Linked DNA regions of Astyanax mexicanus: region 1 is linked to region 2. A link is a contact called in public Hi-C data. All regions are on one chromosome and are shown on one strand. Each heading gives the region's core, a stretch centred on a gene start, on an enhancer-like site or on the middle of the called end of the contact. The rest is flanking DNA. Distances are from core to core; before and after follow the strand shown.

Region 1 (5,512 bases), core at 2,823-5,322, 35 kb before region 2:
CTCGCCAGTCAGCCCTTGTTTTCTACAGACAAACAGTTTGCTTCTCTGAGTCGGTTCAGATCAGGGATGAACTCTCCTCCGAGATCAACCTTGGAGAAACCCCACTTTGGGCTTTTAGTTGATTCCCAACATTCTTTCTCATTTTCAGGGGATGAGACTAACCCCTCCTCAGTTTCACCAACCGAGGACTTTCTGGAGCAGGTCTCGTCTCCTAAAAAGACAGACACTCAGGGCATCAGTCAAACATTTCAAATAGCCAGTTTTGACCAGAACTTCCGATCTCAGTTCCAGTCATCCCGTTCAGGACTGTCATCACAGTTCAGTGTTGCCAATGGACAGGTCACCTTAAGAAGTCATGGTGGAACAGACTTCCCAGAATTCCAACTTGTAAATGTTACTGAGACCAGAACTCAAATAACCTCATCCCCAGATGCTACAAGCAGCCAAACTTTTGGCTAAAGAAAGCTATTTAAGATTTCAGTCATTTATAAAGCACTTTATACTCCGGGTCTCTGGTTTCTGCAATCATGAGCAGCACCACCTCAGCTGTTGATCTCTTGGAAAGCATTTGACAGTTTTGTCAATAAATCACGGGTGGGAATCATCTTAGCTTACTTTTAAAGCACTTACCAGTCATATAATGTCGCTTTGTGTGTATTTAAAGGCACTTTCCCTGATTTCTTTCTTTTTCCTTTTCTTTTTTTTTTTTGAATCAGCATTGTGTACATTTGCAACGCGTACTGCACAGGCAATCCCTCCTCAAGAGTTTACCTTGCTTAAACTTTTAAATTCTGAATTTTCTATTCTACTAAAACTATATAATTAAGATATTTTTGCACATACCTTTAAAGGTAATATTAAATGGAAAGAAACTTAAGCAGTACAATAAAAATAGGTACATCTATGACCAGTAGTGTATTTGTACATCATTGAAAATACCAATTGTAAATTTATACATAAAACAAATTCTCATGCCAATCAAACTAATCAACAATGACATGATTGCATACATTTTCACAGCACATGGGTACTTTAGAAAATACCTAAACCTTTAGTTTAGACACTCAGAGACTCATTAAGAACTGAATGGAACTAAACACCTTCAGCTATACTGGGATAATATACCTCAGATATATAATTAGTACTGTTATTGCAAAAGTGTGATACATTTTAAGAAAGATTTTAAAATTACAGTGATTTTGAGTGGTGACATAGGACTGCTTAGATAAGATTTCTTTTGCATGTAGTGCCTTTTTGTGTTTTTGCAAAAGTTTTTGCAAGTCTGAATATTCTAAGCGTTCCTTCTTCCTTCCAAATTTGACACTGAAAGCAAAGAGAGCCTAAGGAAGGGTTTTAGAATTAGTTGTTAATACACTCAACTTAGGCTTTGTTGGCAAAAAACCCTATGCTCTGTACTTAAGGATATTCTAGTTCACAACTGAACTAAGATGCCTAGCCTGAATGACTCAGTGTTAATAGTCATTTTTTGAAGCACCCGTTTCCCATAATTACAGTTATGGATGTGATTTATATATTGACTTTAGAAGATAAGAGGAAATGTCTTAAATTGAAAAGTCTGTTAATCTTTAATTGATTAGTCCTTGATAGTAAGATTATGAATTTGGAAATATGCGTTTCAGTTATCTAGCTTAAATCTAATTTCTTATTAATAAAAAAAAATGTACTCTTAAAAAAGTACATTTTACATCTGTCAGCTGACATTCTCCTGTCTCTGTGTGTGGTTGACAAAAAAAATGCATGATTCAGATCTCTGGTACAGCTTCATTATATGGTATTGATAAACATTTATGTTTATTCTACATTCTGGTATTGATCAAGAATTTATAGTGTAAATGAAATGCCTTGGTTGTTTATTCTGATTTCTATTTTTTTGTGTTATGTGTGTGAGAATGTCTTAACCAGGTCCATAAACCTCTGTAGTTTTTCTTTAGGCCTATAGTAGTATCATGCTATGCTACAGACTACATGGGAACTGCATTTAAGCTTATTTTCAATCAATAAGGTCAATTCTCAATCAGGGACAGATACAATCCTTGTTCAAATTTGCTGTTATTCCTTAATTCATTGTAAACATTCCTGCTTCTATTGTCAGTAGACATATGATGTCTATTATTGTAAATAAGTTGTATATTTTGAACTGTACATTTTGTTCTGTGTATGCTAAGAGTGAGATGGGGACGTTGGATATGTGTGGGTCTCAGTTTTTACATGAATGTACTCTTGTCGATTTAGTCAGCATAATCCTGTTGGTTCTGGCTCCACTGAGCACAGATCAGGTTACTGTTGACTCATATGATTAAGTTTCTCTCTTTCTCCACTTTAGTTAGGAAAGCCTGTATCTGTATTTGCACTTATAGAAGATTTGATTGGCTTTTTCCAAGCATATACATTTTCTGTGGATGTATTATTTATCACGTCAGATATTAGAATTTAATATTAATCAGTGAAACTAACATCTAGTGGCTATTTTACATGAAACTGGATACCCAGTAATTCTTAAATGTACTGAAATAAAAACGATTAAAGTTTTTTTTCCCCTTCACAGGATGGCACAGTTGATGAGTATCTATCCTACTGCGTTTACAAGTAAATGCAACCATTCTGTAATTGAATTTCCCCTTATTTGATATCTAAACGTTGGAGTTGAGTGAGTGTTGGTATTGATGGATTTTTCTTTATCTTGTTTAGACCGATGCGACAAGTTACTGTTAATCAGTGATGGTTTCTTAACTTCTTAATAGATTTAGACATATTTAATTTGACAGGGGAATGCATGTCCACCTTTTTTGTACACTGGTTATATTTTTATATGTAATGTACATATTTTATTGTAGCCAAATTATTTCCATAGAATACCATTACTTTTGCAATACTATGTGTAAGATATGGAAAAGGAAATTTGATTGGATTTTTCTGTTTATGTGTGTTATGTCATTTCAAATACAGTAAAAAAAGGATTTGTTGCTATTCATCTTTCCTTTTCAATTACTAAATATTAATTTAACTCCACGTTTCAGCTGCCATGTTTATTTTGAGGGTATTGTAAAGCTCCAACTATGGCTGCCACATGTCAACAGATAATGTCAATAGACTTTACTTTTGTCAGCCTGCCTGACTGAATATGAATGTGGCACCTAGAGAGAAGTGATCTATAAGTTAACACTTATTGAGTGGATGTAGTTAGCATTGTGATATGGTAATACCAGTGATACTAACTCCTAAGTTGTAGCTCCTAAATCCAGGATGTCTGTAACCCAGTTTTACTAGTAGAATCTCAGTAAAATCTGTAAAAATAATTTTGTTGATGTCTAATCTCAATTTACATTTTTATTAGTAACAACTCCAGTGACAGATGTCAACAATTAAATATTTACTAGTAAAATTATAAATTCAAATATGTACACTGCAATTCTGATAGTAAAAACTGTAGTTTTACAAATTGAAATTATCATCTTTAGTTAAAATAAAGAATTGTATATCTCTATAAATTAAATGAATGAGATCTAAACTGCACACTACTACTACTACTATTTCTATTAATCAAAACTGTATTATACACATATGTGGGCTTGGACATTTTAAATGACAAAATTACAGTTCTCACTGGTAATAATAAAATTATGCATAAAAATGATTTACATTTAGTCAGACATGTAGAGCTGATATTTTTACTAGTAAATATTTCACAGTTAATATAAGTAAATCTGTCATTTGAAAGATTCTTAGCAGTAAAAGCTGTATTAGGAGTGTTGTAATTTTTGACAAAAAAAGTTGCCATACTGTTAGGCCCATTTAAAAAAGCTAATTCCATTTTTTTAGGTTGCTTATGATGAAGTGAAGTGTTAGAACACTTAAAAAGAAAACATTTGAACAGATATACCGTTTTTTTTTTGTTAGTTTACAGTACACTCTGAGCACAGTTAGCTATATGTGGTATATAAATAGCACAGTGGTTAATAATTCTCACTGTAATTTGAAAGCAGCCCAAAGCTAACAGCCCTGAGAGAGAGAGAGGGCTTAGCCAGCTCAGGCTATGCTTGAGAACACACCTTTACAAAACATTTGTTTAATGGCGTCCTGCTAAAGCACACGTAGCATTGAGGTATTCTGGTTTAATGAAGGCCTGGTTTAAGGTTAGAGAGGCTCTTTAAACTGAAACTGGAGCACGTTTGGTGCAAAGATGAAAAACAGTAGTCAGTACATTTTTAAAGAGAGTTGGTTTCAGTTTTATGTGTGGGTTTATTGTGAATAAACGTCGTCAGAAGTGGACATAAGGTAAGTTAATGCACTGCTATCTTAGCTTTAGTTAAATATAATCAAATTTAACAAAATAAACTCGTATTTTGTGGACTAATTTTTGGATTAATTTTATACCATTCGTTCTGGAAGTTTTGCTTACCAGTTACTTCAGCAGTAAAATCCACTGATGGGAGCCCCTGAAAAAAAGGGATTATTAATTAATTTAAATTTAACAGTGTTTTAAACATTGTTTTAATGTAACATACTATTATTCTAATGATGTTAACGTTATTCGTGGGGGGAAAAAGAGGCTTAACTGGTTTGGAGGCAGGCAGCTTCTCTTACTAGCCTGTCACGTGCGCACCTGTGCCATTGACGCGCACGCGCGCAGACACACCTGTCGCATCCGGGAGCCAGAGGCGTACAAGTGAGAGCAGCTCTGAACTTCATGAGGGCCAAAGTTTAAAGGTATTTGTGAATAAATACGTTTCTTTAGATGTAAACAGGCTCTATGAACATGTTGGTCATTTTGGTGAGGAGTTCTAACATCGTACTCCTGTTACAGTTTGGCTTTCTGATAAAGAAAACCTGTACAGTTAACACACTCGGTAACAAACTGGTGTTTATTAATCTTACTATCAATGTGAAGCTAAGTTACTTCAGTTTTTCACAGATTACCTTTATTTTATGTGTTCATAGTAAACCTCTGGATGTGTAAATTAATTTCAGGTGTGTTTTCTTTTGGTTTAATAGCTAATAGTTTTAGTTTGCAACTTTTACAAAGAGTTGTCTAAATATTTTAACTCTCCAGAAACACTAATATTAAGCTTTAACCCTAAATAGAATGATTTATCTTACGTACTTTTGTTTAATTTGACTAATTAAGCCTTCACTGATATCAGAATATTCTTATTACTGTTATTTCAGACTTCTCTGTTGTCTCTGTTTGGCCTTAGAGTTATTTAATATTCTAGAGCAGTTAATATACAATGGTTCACTCTGGGAATTTAAGTTTACTTACTGAGAAGAGCCCACGTGAATGAACTAGTATGTTAAAACTAGTAGCCTTAAAAAAATTAGAGACCACTTCAGTTTCTAAATCAGTTTTTCTGATTTTGCTAGTTTTCACAGTTTTCATGCAATTTGGCATGTTCTCCTCCACCAGTCTTACACACTGCTTTTGGATAACTTTATGCCACTCCTGGTGCAAAAAATTCAAGCAGTTTAGCTTGGTTTGATGGCTTGTGATCAT
Region 2 (6,067 bases), core at 2,614-5,113:
TATAAACGTTGCTGTTGTTTAGAAAATAGACCACTTTACAGATTTTTAAGTTTCTGCTGAATGTTGCAGTAATATTTTCTTAAAATAAATAAAATGTATAAAATATGTATAAATATCATGTGATGTAATTTGCTCATACAAAACAATCAAGCCCATGTGGACTTCTTTTTTCACTCAGGCAGAATATTCACTCAGATCACATAATTACTTATTTAAATGTGGTATTTGTCGTATGAGGCTCACATAAAACGTCTGGATATTAAGTGTGTTTTTTCTGTTCTTTCCCCACAGCAAAGACATTTCTAGGCAAGTTCAGTGTGAACAGCTCTTTGCACCTCAGCAGTACCTCAGCAATACCTCATGATCTACACAAGGAGATCCTACACCTGGTATGTACTAAAAACCTCCATGGAGGAAAGCTTAAAAACTTTTTAAGCTTTTTTCCACTCATCAATTAAAGAAATCATTCACCGAATTGTTTTTCTGTGCTGTATCAGTCAAAGCGTTTTTTATTTTATTCCCATTTGATGCAGTGTATTGGAGGTACAGGGTGCTCATATATATAAAAAAATATAAAATCATATATAAAAAAAAACATTTATTGACACCACTGTACATCCTAAGGTCCCTTTGGATTCTATCGCTTTGGATTTCTTGGTTGTGACGGTTCTCAAAAGCATCCTCATGTGTGCTGTATAAAAATGCATAAACACATTGAGCTTTATTTTTATGTATAAAAACATTGAGCTTTCTTTTCTTTTCCGCAATATAATGAATTTTGGATATAAATTTGATTATCATTTAGTTCTTGTGTTAGAAAAATGTATTTAACACATCTAAAAAATGTTCTAATAATTATTTTAAATCTGTTGTTAGCATTTACTACATGCACTAGCATTTCATCTGCATCCAGATACTCTTCATAATATTGAGAGTATTGATTCCAGACTTTTAAATTGTATTGTACATTAGTTTAGTCATTCCTCATCTGATTTTCATTTTGTGTTTTTTTTTTCCCAGCTGAATGCCTCCCTCTCTGTTCTGCATGGTTACAGACGATCGATTCTGCGGTGAGTTTGTGATTTTATATGACTGAATATTCAGTTTCAGCTTAGTAATATTAATCCACACAAAGGATTTTTATTAACTAGAGAAATGTTACATTTGGAACAGACAGACAGGCCTAAAACATTACAGGCTTTTTGCTAGTTTCAGCACAGTGCTTATTATAAGCTTTTTAAACAGAAACATGGCTCACTGTTGCATGTGATGTTTGTTGTGGTGTTGTTTATCAGGCAGATCTTCAGGGTTTTTGATTTTGTGTGCAGGAATGGGAAGGAACTGGATGTCTCAAACATGTTCTCCATGTCCGCTAATGTGACCAGCTCTGAGGTCTACAGGAACATCCAGGCATTTCTGAGAAACTGCAGCAAGCCGAACTCACGCTGCACCCTCAAACTTCATTACCAGCTTACTTATCAAGGTACAGCTTTTTTCCCTTGTGAGTTGCTAAATAAATGTTCACTTTGAGCCTTGTTGTGTTTTCTGCAGTAATACCTAGTAACAGGTTATGAAAATTAAAGAGGTTATGAAAATTAAAGTTGTGAAACAGTAGGTGATTTGGTTCATAGTCTTGCTATGCTGATTATCTTATTCCCCTCATTACTTTCTAATAATGAACAAAGGGGAAAAACTCATGCCTTTGTAAACACCAGCAAATTTTCACTGTATGAACAATACATTGCTTCCCCTAAATGGTAACTGTACTGGAGAAGAGAAAACAGTTTCACTTTCAAAAAGGGCTAGACGATGTTGTAAAAAAAAATCCTGATATTTATATGAGCTGCTTTTAGATTAAACTAGGAGCAAAAATAACCTCCTTAATTTTTTTGTTAAGGAAAAGCTCTTTACAGGTTTCTGAAGCACAAGCCTATAAAGTTAGGTTTCTGTTTGAATATTCTGGATATAACAAGGAAAGATGTGTCATACAGGATATACAGGATAACAGTACAGCAATCAGTTATTGTAGGTGACCAGGTCACCAGTGTATCTCACACTGCTGGTTTTGAAATCACTTTTGTTGCTTATCACTTGTGCATGTCTCTGTTCAGCTTTGTGGATTTCCTCTTGTGTGTCTTGCTTCTTCCTTCCCTTTCAGTACAACAAGACTTCCATTTAAATAACACTGTTATTATGATCGGTATGCTTATGTAATAACTTGACTATAGCCTATGAAATCATTCAAAATATTTTTCCCAATTAGAGGAAACTGAAAAAATACAGTGAATACATTCTTTGTGGCTAAACTGACAATGAAAAGCTACAGCCTATAATGGATTCACACCGAAAATCATGCAGTATCATATGAATTACATGCATCTTGTGATCAGAGGTGTTTCCCGAAGCATGGGCTGAATTATATGACTGGTATTATTGGAGTGTAGGTAAAATAAAACAAAATTTTGGTTTCTAAATGTCTCAGTTTGAATTCTCTCTCCTCTTCCAGTGGACAGTCTTTGTCGGAGTCAAAAAAACAAATGCGACTCCCAGTCTTCTGTATGCAGGGATGATAACGGGACCCTTTACTGCCAGTGCAAAGAAGGCTTTTTTAAAAAGAACCCAGAGGACACCACATGCAGAGGTAGAAACTAGACTGTGATTCTAAGACTGAATAAAAAAGCTTGTAATAGTGATGAACTGCTTTTTAAGTCTATTCTTTGATATTCCATTGTCTCTCAGACTGTGGTGATGGTTTCGAGCGGGTTAATGGAACCTGTGTGGGGTGAGTATTTAAATAATTTAAACAATGTTTTCCTGAAAATTTATGATGTTGCATCGCATTTTAATGTAGATTTTTTAATGTAATAAGTGTCATATGATATGTTTTAGGTGTACGTTTGGATTTGGTGGTTTCAACTGCAATAATTGTAAGTATATATTTATGATTTTCATATACTTACATCAATTTTTAGACCAAAATGTCTTAAGTTTTCCAGACAACAATTAATAAATACAATTATTTAACAGTTTATGGGCTGATAGCGAAGGTGGTGTCTCCTGCTGCTGGTGGGCTGCTGCTCATAGTCATCATCGCTCTCATAGTCACCTGCTGCAGGTACACATTTGCTCTACATGTAAATTAATTAAAATAAAAAAATATATATATATATATTTGAGTATTTGTGATCATTAACCACATTTAATGTCTCTATATGTTACAGAAAGGACAAGAACGACATCAATAAAATCATCTTTAAAAGTGGGGACCTTCAGATGTCTCCCTATGCTGAGTTTCCCAAGAGCAGCCGTGTGTCTATGGAGTGGGGCAGGGAGACGATTGAGATGCAAGAAAACGGCAGCACTAAGAATTTATTGCAGATGACTGATATCTATTACTCTGTGCGTATACATGTTTTTTACTTTTCAAATTATGGTACCACTTAAAAATAAAACTCCTTTCTAAAGAGTTTATAAAGGTTTTATAAAATAGTTTATTAAGGTTATTAATTATGTTGTAAATACTTTAAAAAACATTAATAAGCAGTTACAAGCAAATTAAAGGGCAACAATGACCTTTTATTAAGAAATACAGTATGTTCATGATAAATAGCTACATACAATAGTTAAAAAAAAAACCTGTCCTGTTGTCACATTTGATGGCAATATAAGCATCTTTGTAAAACAGTTTTCCTTTGTTTTTTGTTATAGCCGGCTCTGCGGAATGCTGACCTGGAAAGGAATGGGCTTTACCCGTTCTCCGGCCTCCCTGGTTCACGCCACTCCTGCATCTACCCAGCACAGTGGAACCCATCATTTATCAGCGATGACTCGAGGAGGAGGGACTATTTCTGACGCCCCCAACCCACAGAAGTGCCTCAGACTGGGGCTCAGCACCTCTAGACAGGTGCAAAGTGAGATGTGATGATGACTACAAAGCTGGACAACACTGACCACTAAAAGGCCTTTGAATGTGAAAATGAGCTGGCAAGGGAAAAAAAACAGTCTGTCAGAAAAGGACAATTATCTGAGGTGGATTAGAGGATAGCCATAGGGTTCAGGCCTATTGGGGCTGGTCATCAGCATGCATTAGGGCGTTTTCACACCAGCACTATTTGGTCCGGTTGAAACAGACTCTGGTTGGTTTGTACCCTCAGTGTGGTTTTATTGAGCAGGTGTGAAAACAGTAATCACACTCGTGTGGGGCTCAATGTGTGTGTTTGAAAGCACATACTTTCAGCTTCATACGCGCTGGAAGACAGAATCTTCTCGATATATTTACTTTCTTGCTCCCACGCCAGAAATCTCTGGCCAATCAAAGCAGACAACATGCTTGCATGGTTTATTGGTGCGTATTTTGGTCCATTTAGGTTTTTGCCTGTGTGAAGCCAAACCAAACACAGGGAGAAAACGCTCCAAGTAAACGAACTCATAAACTGATCCGGACCATAGAAACAAACTACAGGTGTGAAAATGCCCTAAGATAGACTTCAGGTTGTGGATGTGTTAATTTTTTTTTTATATATTTTACTTCAGAAGTGTTTTTATTATTATTATAAAGCCAGTTTAGTTTCACTCCTTTGAACTGTGAAATGAGCAAGACAAATGGGGGGATTACACACAACATTAACACAGTTATTAATTACAAAATGTAATTATAAAATACAGTGTTGCACTGCCGACTCTTCAAACGGAAAAAGCCATAAATGTAACATATTTATATTTACAGAAATATGCACATACTAGACTGTGTAAATGTGTACGCATGACTGTAAAACTATGTATGAATCTGTGTGTGTGTGTGTGTGTGTGTGTGTATATGTGTGTGTGCAGATCTGTTTGCATTTGCATGTAGATGAAAAAACGATGTCGTATAAGTTTAAGTTTTGTTTGTAAGCATGTTGTGTGTTTGAAAGAGGAGAATAATATGTGTAAAATCTGTGGAAGCTGTTGGGCTTAGCACAGGTTATTATTGCTGTAGAACATGTTATCAGTAGATGTAGCAGGACAGAGCAGGTCATTATGTTACCATTCGCTTAAATGTGGGGTCATTGTTTTGTCAGAATTTAGCGAAAAGTAGCTGTTTTGAAAGTTTGAAACACAGGGCCTGGGACTTTTCTCTTTTAAAACCTTCAACCCAAACCATATGTGCATGTGGTAAAGAGTTTTAACTGTTCAAAAATGAATACTGATTTAGCGAACTGTGTAATATTATCTTGCACAGGCTAGCTGCCTACTTAGTGTTATCCTAAGTATCAACAGTCAATCGACTGTCACTTAAGAGTGTTATTAAAGGTAATAGGTCATTCTAATTATATATTTTTTTCTAACTGGTAGAAAAAGTGTTGAGTTGATAAGCTAAGTCATTTTCAGGAAACCAATCAAATACTCAAGTCAAGTTACTGACCTGACAGGAGTTTGTTGGTTTGTTACTTTTGCCCATGTTGGAAAAAAATCCCTGTATAGTTTTACCTTGTGTTATTTTAGTGGCTCCATAAGTGCATATTGGCAACTGCTATCTAACCTTAAATATTACAGAACATGTTCTCTGTTAAAATTGATGACCCCACCTTTAAGGACCCTCAATTAACAGAAATGCACTTGGTGCTGCTTCTTTACATAATGCAGTTTATAACTCTGCAATACAAGTAAAGAAATGTGTTGCCATGTTTAATTTATTAAAGTTAATTTAATGTCATTTCCAGATACACATGCAGTTCACTTGCATGTAGCAAATCTTTGGAAGTAGCATCTCTACTGTGAGTGTGCTTCTCTCATGTGTGAACGAGAGAAATAAATAGTAGAAAGTGGCCTTATTTAAAGGCGACTGCCTGTTATCTCCTGCGTGTGTGGTTAGATGTACTATATTTTCTAGATGTACTAGATGTATTATATGTCATTAGCTTAATGCTTTTTTTAATATCAGAGATATCCTGTTACACATACCAGTATTCTTTCCTCCCCTGTGGATGGTCACCTCAATCTGGCGTTTTAGTCAGAAATATTTAAATAAAGAAGCAGTAATGATAACTCATGTTTTCAGTGGCTTTCATTCTTACACATTCATTCT

The links. A called contact is a pair of places that touch in the nucleus more often than the background predicts.
Region 1: a Hi-C map of muscle shows a contact between it and region 2, with 5 times the contacts expected there. The contact joins the promoter of slc12a8 here to the enhancer-like site in region 2. A contact is called at or near these places in 2 of 3 Hi-C or Micro-C datasets (both in muscle).

What each region holds. Positions count from the first base shown.
Region 1 is chr11:37,844,409-37,849,920 of AstMex3_surface, reverse strand. slc12a8 (solute carrier family 12 member 8) reads left to right here and starts at 4,072. Exons shown (of 14, transcript XM_007259963.4): 1 at 4,072-4,296; 2 at 4,569-4,728. znf148 (zinc finger protein 148) reads left to right here. Exons shown (of 7, transcript XM_007259964.4): 7 at 1-2,978. The coding sequence ends at 459.
Region 2 is chr11:37,809,072-37,815,138 of AstMex3_surface, reverse strand. heg1 (heart development protein with EGF-like domains 1) reads left to right here. Exons shown (of 13, transcript XM_049484868.1): 5 at 292-389; 6 at 1,021-1,070; 7 at 1,329-1,483; 8 at 2,507-2,641; 9 at 2,740-2,782; 10 at 2,890-2,927; 11 at 3,028-3,115; 12 at 3,222-3,399; 13 at 3,709-6,027. The coding sequence ends at 3,852. Among protein-coding and RNA genes, the nearest start is that of heg1, 11 kb to the left of the region's middle. Within about 2 kb of position 3,863, the one cell type or tissue checked has an H3K27ac peak away from gene starts, as active enhancers do.